3 separate regions of the Mus musculus genome follow, and all the other regions are linked to region 1. Evidence: chromatin contacts called from public HiChIP or PLAC-seq and promoter capture Hi-C data. All regions are on one chromosome and are shown on one strand. The core of a region is the stretch at or near the end of the contact, and the rest is flanking DNA. Distances in the headings are between cores, read along the strand shown. Region 1 holds the start of Hmga1 (high mobility group AT-hook 1). Region 2 has its middle 18 kb from the start of 9630028I04Rik. Region 3 holds the start of Snrpc (U1 small nuclear ribonucleoprotein C).

The links. Promoter capture Hi-C pulls out the DNA fragments that hold promoters and counts their contacts. HiChIP or PLAC-seq counts read pairs in DNA pulled down with a chosen protein or histone mark.
Region 2: an H3K27ac HiChIP or PLAC-seq map of embryonic stem cells shows a contact between it and region 1, with 12 read pairs. The contact joins the enhancer-like site here to the promoter of Hmga1 in region 1. A contact is called at or near these places in 2 of 39 promoter capture datasets (cranial neural crest and embryonic stem cells), 5 of 115 datasets of contacts at active chromatin or transcription factors (embryonic stem cells, pancreatic cancer cells and stem cell-derived neural progenitor cells) and 2 of 9 other capture datasets (adipose tissue and pancreatic islet).
Region 3: a promoter capture Hi-C map of liver shows a contact between it and region 1, with 2.9 times the contacts expected there. The contact joins the promoter of Snrpc here to the promoter of Hmga1 in region 1. A contact is called at or near these places in 17 of 39 promoter capture datasets (the 3T3-L1 cell line, 3T3-L1-derived adipocytes, the C10 cell line and 12 more), 1 of 15 datasets of contacts at CTCF or cohesin (the NIH/3T3 cell line), 16 of 484 Hi-C or Micro-C datasets (CD4 T cells, CD8 T cells, the G1E-ER4 cell line and 11 more), 22 of 115 datasets of contacts at active chromatin or transcription factors (the 230-238 cell line, the HPC-7 cell line, the NIH/3T3 cell line and 17 more) and 2 of 9 other capture datasets (adipose tissue and liver).

What each region holds. Positions count from the first base shown.
Region 1 is chr17:27,554,661-27,558,777 of GRCm38.p6, reverse strand. It overlaps Hmga1 (high mobility group AT-hook 1), which reads right to left and starts at 2,204. Exons shown (of 5, transcript NM_001025427.3): 1 at 2,067-2,204.
Region 2 is chr17:27,227,968-27,232,084 of GRCm38.p6, reverse strand. No RefSeq gene overlaps it. Among named protein-coding and RNA genes, the nearest start is that of 9630028I04Rik, 18 kb to the left of the region's middle. Within about 2 kb of position 2,119, at least 16 of the 459 cell types and tissues checked have an H3K27ac peak or open chromatin away from gene starts, as enhancers often do. A contact at or near this core is called in embryonic stem cells and pancreatic cancer cells, where this site is marked.
Region 3 is chr17:27,837,646-27,841,762 of GRCm38.p6, reverse strand. Snrpc (U1 small nuclear ribonucleoprotein C) reads right to left here and starts at 1,676. Exons shown (of 6, transcript NM_011432.2): 1 at 1,594-1,676; 2 at 1,257-1,299. The coding sequence starts at 1,601.

The DNA.
Region 1 (4,117 bases), core at 955-3,454:
TAATTCTCAAGCATCAAGAGACCCCAGATGGTGCGGACTCTGCTCATTATTCTATTACGAGATTTCAAACTCGAGACTCCTTTAAACAGGGTGGCTGGGCCAGCTCCCATCATTAGCGGCTTGGTCTGTTCTCTAATTACAGGCTGTGATTAGAACCTTACATTACACCACAGGTGTCCTTCAAACCAAACATCAAAATTAATCAGCTAATGAGCACTGACCTCACACCGAGGTCTGCTGGAGGCCCTTCAGAGGGGGCTCTTGGGGGAAAGCCTGCCCCAATCCCAAAGACCTTGCATGCATCTAGCTTGCCTGGAGATCCTGGCCAGTCTCCCGGACACTGTTTTGCCACCTGGTGCCTCCCCAATTCTTGCCGTTAGGGACTCTAAACCACCTGCTCTCCCCAATGCCCCCACTGAATTAAGCTTAGAGTCTCTGTCCAGCGAGGCCAAGGAAAACCTCACCTCTTCCACCTGTTTCTGAGCATCAGGGAGGTCTGGCATGGCCAAGTCACATTTAGGAGTCCAAGCCCCATGTGTCTCTCTTGGGCCTCCAGCCTGTCTCTCACACGGGTGCACACGCTGTGGCTCCTCAACGTTTCAGTAACTATGCAAGAACTACCAGAGGAGTAACATCCCGGCAGGCCTATTGTTAAGGGTCTTAAAGGGTCCCCCTTTAAATATAGAGAGAAGACCCCTCAATAGCCCAAGGTCACACAGCAACTTGGTAAAATGGAGGTTCTTGCGGAATGCTTACAGACCGCCACTTTGTTTACTGAGAAGCAGGTTAAGACCCAGGCGCCCTCTACTCCAGAATGAGGATGCCTTCGCTGGCGTCCCAGCCTGGTGGTTGTAGGCCGGCGCTTCTAGGAGCTAGGACGAGGGGGAGGGGCGCAGAGCCCTTTAGGCGCGGGAAACGGCGCACCCCGACCACATGCACCGCCACGCGGGTGCGCCCGGCCCCACTTCCTGCCAGAGGGGGCACCCAAGCCCGCCTTGGGGGCAGGAAACCTGGTGCGAGTCGCAGGAAGAAAAAAACCCCTTCCTCTCTCCATGAAAACCAAAGCGGGGGGGGGGGCAGAAACGGGGAGTCGAAGGGACTAGTTCTAACAGAACCCAGCAAAGCAGAGGAACCAGTTTGTGGGGGCGGAGGGCAGGCCTGGCCCTGGAGGTTGAAGAGGCGCGGGGCAGGGCCAAAGGTGTGTGTGGGGGTGGGGGGTGAAACCCCGAAACCCAGGCCCTCGCGATCCGGCCTCGTCCACGCACAGTACTACTCTGGGAAAGGCGGAGGAGAGGCCAGAGAGGAATCTCGGGTCGCCGGGCCCCTCCCCCGCACTTCTAGAACTTCCCTGGCTGAGGGGGGCGCGCGCCCACCTCCCGCCGCTGCGCAGCGCGCGCCCCTCCCTGAGGCCGGGCTCGCCGAGCGCGAGGTGCACGGGCGCCGCTGGGTGCACAAGCGGCGCTCGTCGCAGTCGCGCGCCCCCTCCCCCTCCGCGCGCCGTTCCCCGGGGTCTCCGCACCCCACGGTCGCAACCCGGGCACCCTCAACCTGGGGACCGGAGGACGCGGCGCCCCGCGGACACCCACCCCGGCCCCGCCGCCTGCGAGCACAGTGCGGCCTCCCCTTTCCCGCGGCCCGCGCAAGCCCGGGGCCTGGGAATAAAGCGGGCAGCGCGCGCCGCAGGCCCCCCGGGCGCGCCGCGGACACTCACCGCGAGCTCCGCAGGCCGCCGGCGGGGCGCGCTCGGGGCTGCCGGGTGCGGCGTGGCTGGGCTCAGGGCACCGGCCTGGGCTCTGCCGCCACCGCCGCCGGTCGCAAATGCGGATCTGAAACCGGGAGAGGGCAGAGGCGCTGAGACCGCTGCGTGCGCGCCGCCCGGGCCCCCGCCGGGGATGTGTGTCACATCCGAGCTGGGGCGAGGGAACACTGACGGATCCCGCTCCCCTGGAGGATGGCGAGGGGCAGGAAGCTGGGCACGGCCCGTGCGCGGCCTCAATAAATAATAATGTGATTAGATTCTAGACCTACAGGAAAAAAAGAAGCCACCCGAGCGGCGGCGAACTCACGCCTTCTTGGAGCCGCGCCAACACCAGAAATAGCCCCGACTCGGAGTCCCAATTAGAGGAGCGCAGCCCCGGCTCAGGGGAGCTTAAAAAGAGCGACCCAGGGGCAGGGGGGACGGGCCCGCCCGCGCCAGCCGTGTCACCGGGGGGCGGGGCCATGCAAATGAGCCCGGGGATTTAAAAGGGCGGCCGCCCGCCAGCTGCCGCCGCCGCGCGCGGGTAGCTCGCCACTGTGCGCGCGGTTTCCGCGGGCACGCGCGCCGACGGCCCTCGTTTCTCACAGTTCCCGAGCAGCCTGGCGTTGGAGGAACCGGTGACGGCGGCCCTGCTGTTTAAGTGGGGACCCGGGGACACACCTACAGGAGCCCCCCCGTGGACTCCGGCCTCGCGGGGAGGCGCGCGCTGACGCCTGTGCCCTCGGACGTCCACGCGTACCCTAAGGAGCTTCTCGCGGCCCGGACGCCGCCCCCCCCCCCCAGCCCATGTCGAGGGCCTCTCCTTAATTCCCCTCTGCCACCAAGCAGGTGACGGCGTGTGCGTCTCCGGAGGCCTCCAGGCGCGTAAAAAACAAAGTCTTGTGAAACCCAAACGTGAAACTTGGCCAACGCCAACGGTTTAAATCTAGTAACGGCCGCCACCCAGGTGCAGGCTTCAAAGGAGCCGAGCGATTGGCCGCCTCGCCGGGACATCGCGGGGAGGAGCCACGGGTGGCCAGCTGCTTGGTGTTGAGGAAGCACGAGGTCCCTCTGGTGTGATTCCCCGCCCCCGTGACTTACGACTTAAGACAAGGGGCGCCTGGAAGCCCCTTGAGGGCAGGGGTTCGAGTTTCCCGCCTCTGGGCGCCTGGGTCAACAAAAGACTTGTTGCTGGGCCGGAGGAAGCCTAAGTGGGAAGATGGCGGGCGGTGGGGCGCGCCCTGCAGGCCGGGCGCGGGCCCTTGGACGCACCTCCCCACCTCGGTTCCCCGAGTCGGCCTTTCCACACCTCTCGTGATGCAGGGAATCGTAATTCGGGCCCAGTGACACACGACTGTGACTCATAACTCTGTTCCCCTTCCTCCGCGGTCAGCCCTCTCCTCGGGGGGCGCGCGGGCGGTGGAAGGGTACGCGGGGGCCCAGCGTGCGCCCGGCTGGAGGCGGGGTGGGAGCCTTGGGGAGGCGGGCCTCCCAGTTTCAGGAATGCCTCAGGAATGTTTCCGGTGGGGGGTGGGGAGCGCGGCGGGCCCGGCTACCCCCCACCCCCCACCCCCGGGCCGTAGGATGGCGCCCTGGGCGCAGGGCAGCACGTGCTCGGTGGGGGTGGGGCGCAGCGGTCAGGCGCGGGAGGCCACGGCAGGCCGCGGGTCCCGGACCAAGGTCCAGGTGACCCTCAGTTCCAGGGGTGCCCCTGGAGAAGGAGGAAGTCATGGAGGGGCGTTCCCAACGGGTGGAGGGGAGCCTAGGGCGCCGGGGCAGTCTGGGGGAGGAGCGGCTGCCCCTTTGTGTGCAACCGCCGTGGGGGCGGGGCGGGGTGGAAGCGCGCCGCGCCCTCCATCTTTGTGCCCCGCGAGCCGAGTTGGCTGGAGGGGCTCGAAGTTGCTGCGAGCTCTGGGGACCTTCGTAGCGAGGTGTGGCTGAGCAAGCTGCCAACTCCCACCAACGCCAGCCCACATCCTCCCATGGTACAGGTCATTGCCAGCAGCCTAGGCCACTAGGCCCTTGCTGTGGTGTTGAAGGGGGAGAGTTTGGGAATGGCCCCGCGGGCCCTTTTCCTCCGACGTAGTAGTGGCCCCTGGGCGGACACTGCCTCTGACCTGTGTGTACCAGAAAAGGATACCCTTCCTTCCTGGATGGGCTTTCGGAAAGCTTCGCCAATTGCTTGGCCCACTTCTAGTAAACTGGCTTGATCGTATTTTTCTGCTTCTTTTCATCCTGATATGCTCACCGGCCGGTTTTGTGTCTTGTGTTTTTGTAATCGACCCAAGACCCTCTCTAGAAGTAGGCAAACACAATAGTTTGTCTCCCTCCTGCCTTGCCCACTCCAGAAACAAACAGTTCCGCCCACTGACCCCCATG
Region 2 (4,117 bases), core at 870-3,369, 330 kb after region 1:
ATCTGTAATGAGATCTTTTCTTTCTTTCTTTCTTTTTTTCTTTCTTTCTTTCTTTCTTTCTTTCTTTCTTTCTTTCTTTTTTTTTATAAAAACTGAAGGAACAGTTCCTAATTCTTTTTTTTTTTAAGATTTATTTATTTATTATACGTAAGTACACTGTAGCTGTCTTCAGACACACCAGAAGAGGGCATCAGATCAACCATTACAGATGGTTGTGAGCCACCATGTGGTTGCTGGGATTTGAACTCAGGACCTCTGGAAGAGCAGTCAGTGCTCTTAACCACTGAGGCATCTCGCCAGCCCCCCGTAATGAGATGCAATGCCCTCTTCTGGTGTGAAGACAGCTACAGTGTACTCGCATACATAAAATTAATCTTTAAAAAAGTCATTCTTAGCATGGAGTGTGTTTGAGGATAGTTACTTTTCACTTTGCTTTGCTTCTCCTCCTCCTCCTCCTCCTCCTCCTCCTCCTCCTCCTCCTCCTCCTCCTCCTCCTCCTCTTTCCCATTTCTGGGGACGTCTGCACTGACCCCAGTCCCACATTTGGGCTGACTGTCATTGGCTATCCCAGTAGTTTTAGGCTGTTTGTTATTTTCTATCCCACCGTTTAGCTTCCCAGGCACATTGCCTGCTGGCTTCCTGTCAGTCTCGCCCATAGAGGCTGCTGACTGGAGACTGGTGGGAGGGAGAAGAAACGCCACTGTGTTCTCCTCGATGGTTTGGGGTGTCTGCAAGCAGCTGCTTATCCTAGCATTGGTTGGCTTCCATGGCTTACACACACACACACACACACACACACACACACACACACACACACACACGCATACACACGCACTTGTAGCTCCAGCCTGGAAGGCTCCTGGCATAGCCCTTGTCTTGCAGCCCAGTGTCTCAGCATTTCTGAGTCACCATCCAAGGCAAACCAGGTCCCACACCCAGTCATCTGCTCATCTCCTGTCTCTTTTCAGCAGTTCCGGGGCCTCCTAATTCCTTCAGGGAGCCACCTGGAAGAGCTCGGCTCCAGCTGAGGGAGATGGTGAGATAGCTCATCCTGTAACCTCAGGATTTGGGAGGTAGAAGCAGGAGACTCAGCACAGAGCCATCCTTGCCTACATAGCAGGTTCAAGGCCAGCCTGGACTACCTGTCTCAAAACCGAACAATAGGCTGAGTGTGGTGCCACACACCTGTAGCCCCAGCACTTGGAAGCAGAGATAGATGGGTCTCTGTGAGTTCAAAGCCAGCCTGGTCTACATTGTAATTCCAGGCCAGCCAAAGAAACTCAGTGAGACCCAGACTCAGAATTAAAACAAAACAAAAACACCCACCCTTAAGCAAACAAACCCACCCTCGGGTCCCCTCTGGCCCTGTCTGACCTTCAACATCTTGGAGGTGGTCTGCTGCTTCCTTGCACCTGGCCCCAGGCGCCTCCTGGCACCTGAATCCTTGGTCCCCACCCATCCTCATCTCCCAGCCTGCTTCTGGCCTCCCGACTGATGTCTTTACCTCCCACAATCCACTTTACAGCACCCAGAATGACCCAGTCCTGCCCCCTTCCTGGCACCCACACTCAGCTTCTCCCTGCCTAGAAGGATGCTCTCGTGTTTGAAAGGTCTGTACGTGTTCTGCTGAAGGGCCTGGGTCCTCGGGTCTGATGGTAGGAGGCTTTAGGTTTGAACAATGGACGAGCAGCTGCTTTGGATAGAAACAGCCTGGACCGAACACACCAGGGAGCCCCAGCCCTGCCCAGAGGAAGCCAAGTCTCTCTGTCTTTAGCAACTGACACTCAAACTTCAGGGAGCCGAATCACATTGTCAGGTGGGGGTGAGGGCACAGTCCCTCAAGTCTCCTGATAGGAATGGGCCCGGTGGCCGAGGCTGGCAGAGCCCTCGGGCTCATGCTGACTGCTTTGCTGCAGGGAACTCCGTACCTCCTGGGGTCTGAGCCGTGACCCACGAACTGCAGGGGGGGGGGTGAGCATGGAGGTGACCTTGTGCTAACTTGCCCTCTGGGAGCAGAAATCCTGTCCCTCCCACCCTGTCCCCTCCCCACTCCCACACCTCTCTCCACCCACAGCAGCAAAGACTCTGCGTGAGCCTGAGAGACAGGTGCTGGTGTTGGCTCTTTTCTTTTAAGAAGAAAAACAATGAAGAAGCAAAACCCAGGAAATGGAGGAGGGAGGGGGAAGAGAAACCCACGTTCTGAAAGAAGGTTACCTCAGCCAATTGCACACACACCCCACACCCAGACTTGGCCAGAAGGGCACAGAACTGAGAGACACCCTGGCCTTCTGACCCCCTCCCTTCCTGGAGTTCCCCCTCGTACTCCTAGCTTCTGGACTCCAGATCACTCGCCTCCACCCACCATTCTGTAGGAGGAGATTCCCTGGTGGCAGCCTCAGGTAGCCTCTGCAAAGCTCCAGTGTTCTCCTCAGATCTCAAGGATCGGCTTTCAGTGGCTGCCTCTCTTATCCCCCTCCCTCAGAGAGAGTTTAGCTTTCGTGGAGTCTGGACGGTCTTCCTGCCATCCTCACTGACCGTGGACCAGCTGGACGGACTCTCTCTCTCTCTCTCTCTCTCTCTCTCTCTCTCTCTCTCTCTCTCGTGTGTGTGTGTGTGTGTGTGTGTGTGTTTATGTCTGTCCTCATCTAAGGAGGCCAGAGATATTGCACCCCCTGGGACTGGAGTTACAAACATTTGTGAGCCTTCATGAGGATGGTGGAAATCAAACCCAGATCCTCTAGAAGAGCAGCCAGTGCTCAACTGCCAAGCTATCTCTTTAGCCCTTACTCTACCAGGCTAACCCTGTCCAGCCCTGCCCACCCCAGCCTATCTAACCCCATAAGGAGCTATCTTCTCACTGTGCACAGCATCTATCAGTGAGGTCCCAAGCCAGTTCCATGCAGATCTGGACCCCCTCTGCAGATGGAGACTCTCAGAGGAAGAGCCTCTTCCTTGGTCTGGCAGAGAGGGCCAGGCTGCCACCACGGGCTTTGACAAATTGGCCCAGTGTGGATCTGACATGCTCGTGGCTGAGGGAAGGAGGGCTAGGATCATCTTCTCAGGGAACCCCTCCCGTGAGAACTAAGGAGCAGGCCCACCTACAGCAGTAGTGCTGCAGCAGAGCCAGCCCACGCTCTCCCTCCATCTTCCTGATCTCTCCTTTTCCTGAGTACCCTTGAATGAGGGGCAATTATTCCAGAGACTCAGCAGGGGATGTTTTCCTGCCCTGAGGGAAAGGGGAAATATGTCCAAGTCTATTTGTTTAAATTATTCAGCCACCGGAGCACCAAAAGGCATGACAAGAGAGCCAGGGTTTGCCAGAGCTCAGCCCGTCAGCACCGCGGACAGCGCCAGTCCAGGCTAGGGCCCCAGGTGGCTGTAGGCTCAAAGCCGAGAAGAAGGAGGGGAAGAGGGGGTCTTTCTCTCTCTTCCCTTCCTTTCACTGCAGCTTGAGGGGACATTGGATGAGGAATGTCACTGCCCAGCCCAGTTGTCTGGTAATCAGCCATTCTCAGTGCCCTGCATGAAAAGGCAATTAGAGCAAGAATTAAAAAGCCATTGCATCATTTAAAATCCAATAACACGGCTGGCCTGAAATGTGTCCTCAGTCCCTCGGGAGGGTGGAGGTGGGACATGGGGAGGTACAGAGGGCAGAAGGCTGGCACACGGAGGGATGGATGACTCAGGAAGGGAAGCCAGGGTTAATCCGGAAAGATTGAGACTCCAGGCCTTCCAGCCATACAGATGATCTTTGCTGCCCAGCCACGGCTCTGTGACACACCCCACACCTGCCTTAGCAAGGTCCTCCTCTCTGACTCATCCAGCATTGATTGCTATCAATTTACTTTTCTTACACTGGGCAGAGTAAGGGGGCTGGGCAGTGTCCCCTCAGCGACGCAGACACCTCAGTGCCTAGTGCCGCACTGACTGGGGAAGGGGAAGGTGATCTAGGTGGCCTGAATTACTCAGAGCTGGTTTACTGACAGCAGAATTAATCACCCCCTCAGATAACATGGCCACATGGCCAGCCCCATCAGCCTCCCCACAACCCAGTAAGACCATCTCAGAGAAAAAAAAAAAACCAAAACCCGAAACCAAACCAAACCAAAAACCAACC
Region 3 (4,117 bases), core at 427-2,926, 280 kb before region 1:
TTTTTTTTTTTTTTTTGGTTTTTCGAGACAGGGTTTCTCTGTATAGCCCTGGCTGTCCTGGAACTCACTTTGTAGACCAGGCTGGCCTCGAACTCAGAAATCCGTCTGCCTCTGCCTCCCAAGTGCTGGGATTAAAGGCGTGCGCCACCACGCCCAGCGTCCTCATGTTTCTCATGGGAAAACAGCAGCTTAAATATATTTAAGCCACACTATTAGGAGAATACAGTACTATAGGCTGGTCGGAGTGATGCAGGCCTTGAATCCCAGGCATGGAGGCAGCAGGACAGCCTGTTCTACATAAGTTCTAGGCCACCCAGGGCTACATAATGAAACCCTTTCCAAAAATAAATAAGCCAAGGAAGTGGTGGCACATAACTTTACTCCGTGCACTCAGAAGGCAGAAAGCAAGCAGCTCTCTGTGAGTTCGAAGTCAGCCTGGTTTACAAATTATTCCAGAAGATCTGTCTTGTTTCCTCAGGAGATTGGGGGGGGGGGGGGCAGATAAATAGATTATTTAAAACTATTAAAACCATAAAAACCAAATTTTGTTGTTGCTAAAGGTTGTTTTGATTTGCTTTTTTTTGAGGTAGGGTCTCCCACCATAGCCTTAAACTCACAGCAATGCTCCATCTCAGTGTACTAGGAAGACAGGCGCCAGGCCCTAACTTTGTTGCTGGGCCTTGTGGCTGCTACACACGGGGCAACACTAATCACATATCTCAGTTATTCCTCCTGATGATCAATAGTTAATGAGGTTCTCACAGGAGCTGAGAATGGAGCTGTACACTAAGACATTTCTTTCCATTTTAACCAGGCATTTGAATAATGTGACATAATCAAATCTGCAAGTTTGTAGGAACACACTCCTGGTTTGTTTGTTTTTTGTTTTGTTGGGCTTTTTTTGGAGGGTGGGGCGAGTTATTTTGACAAGGTCTCAATATGTATCCTTAACTGACCTGGAATTTGCCATCTTCCTGGCTCAGCCTCTCAAGTATTGACATTACAGGTACATGCAGTTTCTGTATACGCAAATGCTTTCCATCTTCAAGCTTGCTTAAAGTTTTATCATTCTGCAAATACCTTCAAATTGCAAAGACCTCACAAAAAGGGTGGGAAAAAACACCCGCTTCCTAATTACTTTCTAAGAAAGGTTGTCATAAAATTTCCAGGAGACTGTAATGCACACACCTGGACCTAAAGAAAAAGAATTTTGCATACAAGGCGTTTTAGGATTATAAAAAAGACCCGCCACTTACAGAATCGTGGGTAAGATACGTATCACAGTAGTCACAATAAAACCTGAAATGACAAAAGAAAACGTCAGCAATTAACAGCTGTCCAAACAAACAGACCCAAAACCCAACTTCCTCGGATTGTAAGTCAAACAAAGCGTCCTGACAGAATGCGAGGCTTCTGAGCGAGGGTCCGCGCCCACTCTGCCAGGATGGCCGGAGAGCCTGGGTCTCCACCCGCCATCCCTCGGAGGGGCTCGCCTTCCCCTCGGAACGTCCAGAACCCGAGGCCGCCGCCCTGCACCTTCACCAGGACCCAACTGACCACCGCAAGTCCGCTTGCTCCCAGGGCCACACTCACTTGGGCATGATGCTCCACAAGCCGTTGGCTACCCCGATCCCCGCCGCCAGGAACTGACGCACACAGGCTGCGCCGACGCGAGCAAAGGATGCAGACAGGAGGGGTAGGACTTCCGCTTCCGGCCTCTGCCCTACGGATGCTGTGGGTGCCTCTGAGGTTCAATCCGCGCTCACTTATTCAGGATTAGTTACTCCGTCTAGGAAGTGCGTAATTTAGTACTATCAACAAAAGGTTCCAAAACCCTGAGTCAGCAGTTCCTACGCTGCGAATCATTAATCCAGCTTCTCAAATTGTGGTGACCCCCCCAACCAGAAATTATTCTTGTCGCTATTTCATAACTGTAATTTTGCCACTCGTATGACTAGTAATGCAAATTATCGGTGTTTTCTGATGGTCTTAGGAGAAACCTGTGAACGGGTTGTTCGACCCGCAAAAGGTGTCACGACCACTGCTCTAGTATGTACCCAGCTCTTCTGTAAATGAGAAGTGAAAAAGGCAGAACCAAATCAGGTAAAAGTTCTCATTCTCCAAGACCTGATTAGCAGTAAGCTGAAATCGATCAGTGGCTGAGGGATCAAAGTCCTATGCTGGGGAAATGAAGCGGGGAAGAGCGCAGCTGAACATCAAGGAAGACAAAGAAAATGTAGAAGACGATCACTGAGAAATTGATCATTGTATTTGAGCAATTAAGACAGACGTGAATTGTAGGGACACACTCCTGGGTGAGTGGGGCGGGTCTCAAGTTTTAAACCCTGTCTCCCTGCTTCCTTCCTAGCTGTGCAATTTACTCTCTCTGAGCTTCAGTTTCCTTATCTGAAAAGTAAAGGTAATAACTTGTGCAGTTTAAGGAAGAATCAAATGTAAAAATGCTGGAAAGTAGCTGGAGAATTGGTGTAGCGATTAAGCATTTGTTGCTCTTGGAACAATCTAAGTTCGATCACCAACACTCCCCCGTGGTGACTCCCACCTGTCTGCAGCTCAAGTCTCAGGGTGTCTGATGGATCTTTTTTAATCCACTCCCAGCACTAGGCACATACATGGTGCACTTACAAACTAAACACCCATATACATACAATAATACAAAAATGAATTTAAGCCGGGCAGTGGTGGCGCACGCCTTTAATCCCAGCACTTGGGAGGCAGAGGCAGGCAGATTTCTGAGTTCAAGGCCAGCCTGGTCTACAGAGTGAGTTCCAGGACAGCCAGGGCTACACAGGGAAACCTTGTCTAAAATAAAACAAAATATAAAAAAAATTTAAATGTAAAGCTCATAGGGCATTTAGCGAAAGGTCTATGCACTTAGGCCACCATAAATGGTAGTGATTCTATAGACGTTGTTAGCAGTACATTGCCAACTAACAGGTCAAACTTAGAGTCTGTTCTCTCAAACAAAGTGGATTGCCTTTTAACTTGAACTCCAAAGAATGAGAGAGGAGGGAGGAGTCATACTGCTGTCTCTCTCTCTCTCTCTCTCTCTCACACACACACACACACACACACACACACTTGGGGGGGCAGGGAGAGAGAGAGAGAGAGAGAGAGAGAGAGAGTCAGAAAAGTTACTATCCCTAGGCTGGTTTGCAAAATTCAATTCAAATGTGATATCACTTGAAAGCAGTGATTTTCATTGTCACCTTCAGATAACTTTGGTCCTTATTAGTTCCTTAAATAACCTAGACCTTTGGCGGGGTGGTTAATCGTAGCACTCAGGAGGCAGAGGCAGGCAGATCTCTGATTGAGGTCAGGCTGATGTACAGAGTGAGGTCCAGAACAATCAGGAATACACAGACAAACCCTGTCTCAAAAAATAAATTAAAGCCGGGCGTGGTGGCTGTATTAGTCAGGGTTCTCTAGAGTCACAGAACTTATGGACAGTCTCTAGATAGTAAAGGAATTTATTGATGACTTACAGTCGGCAGCCCAATTCCCAACAATGGTTCAGTCGCAGCTGTGAATGGAAGTCCAAGGATCTAGCAGTTACTCAGTCTCACGCAGCAAGCAGGCAAAGGAGCAAGAGCTCAACTCCCTTCTTCCAATGTCCTTATATTGTCTCCAGCAGAAGGTGTAGCCCAGATTAAAGTTGTGTTCCACCACACCCTTAATCCCAGATGAAAAGGTGTAGCCCAGATTAAAGGTGTGTTCCTTAAACTCGGAGATTGAATCTTCTGGAATCCATAGCCACTATGGCTCAAGATCTCCATACCAAGATCCTGATAAGGATCTCCAAGCCTCCAGATAAGGGTCACTGGTGAGCCTTCCAATTCCGGATTGTAGTTCATTCCAAATATAGTCAAGTTGACAACCAGGAATAGCCACTACAGTGGCGCACACCTTTAATCCCAGCACTCAGGAGGCAAGAGGCAGGCAGATTTCTGAGTTCGAGGCCAGCCTGGTCTACAAAGTGAGTCCCAGGACAGCCAGAGCTATACAGAGAAACCCTGTCTCGAAAAACCAAAATAAATAAATAAATACATAAATTACAATAAAATAACCTAGACCTAGCCAGGCAACAGCGATGCACACC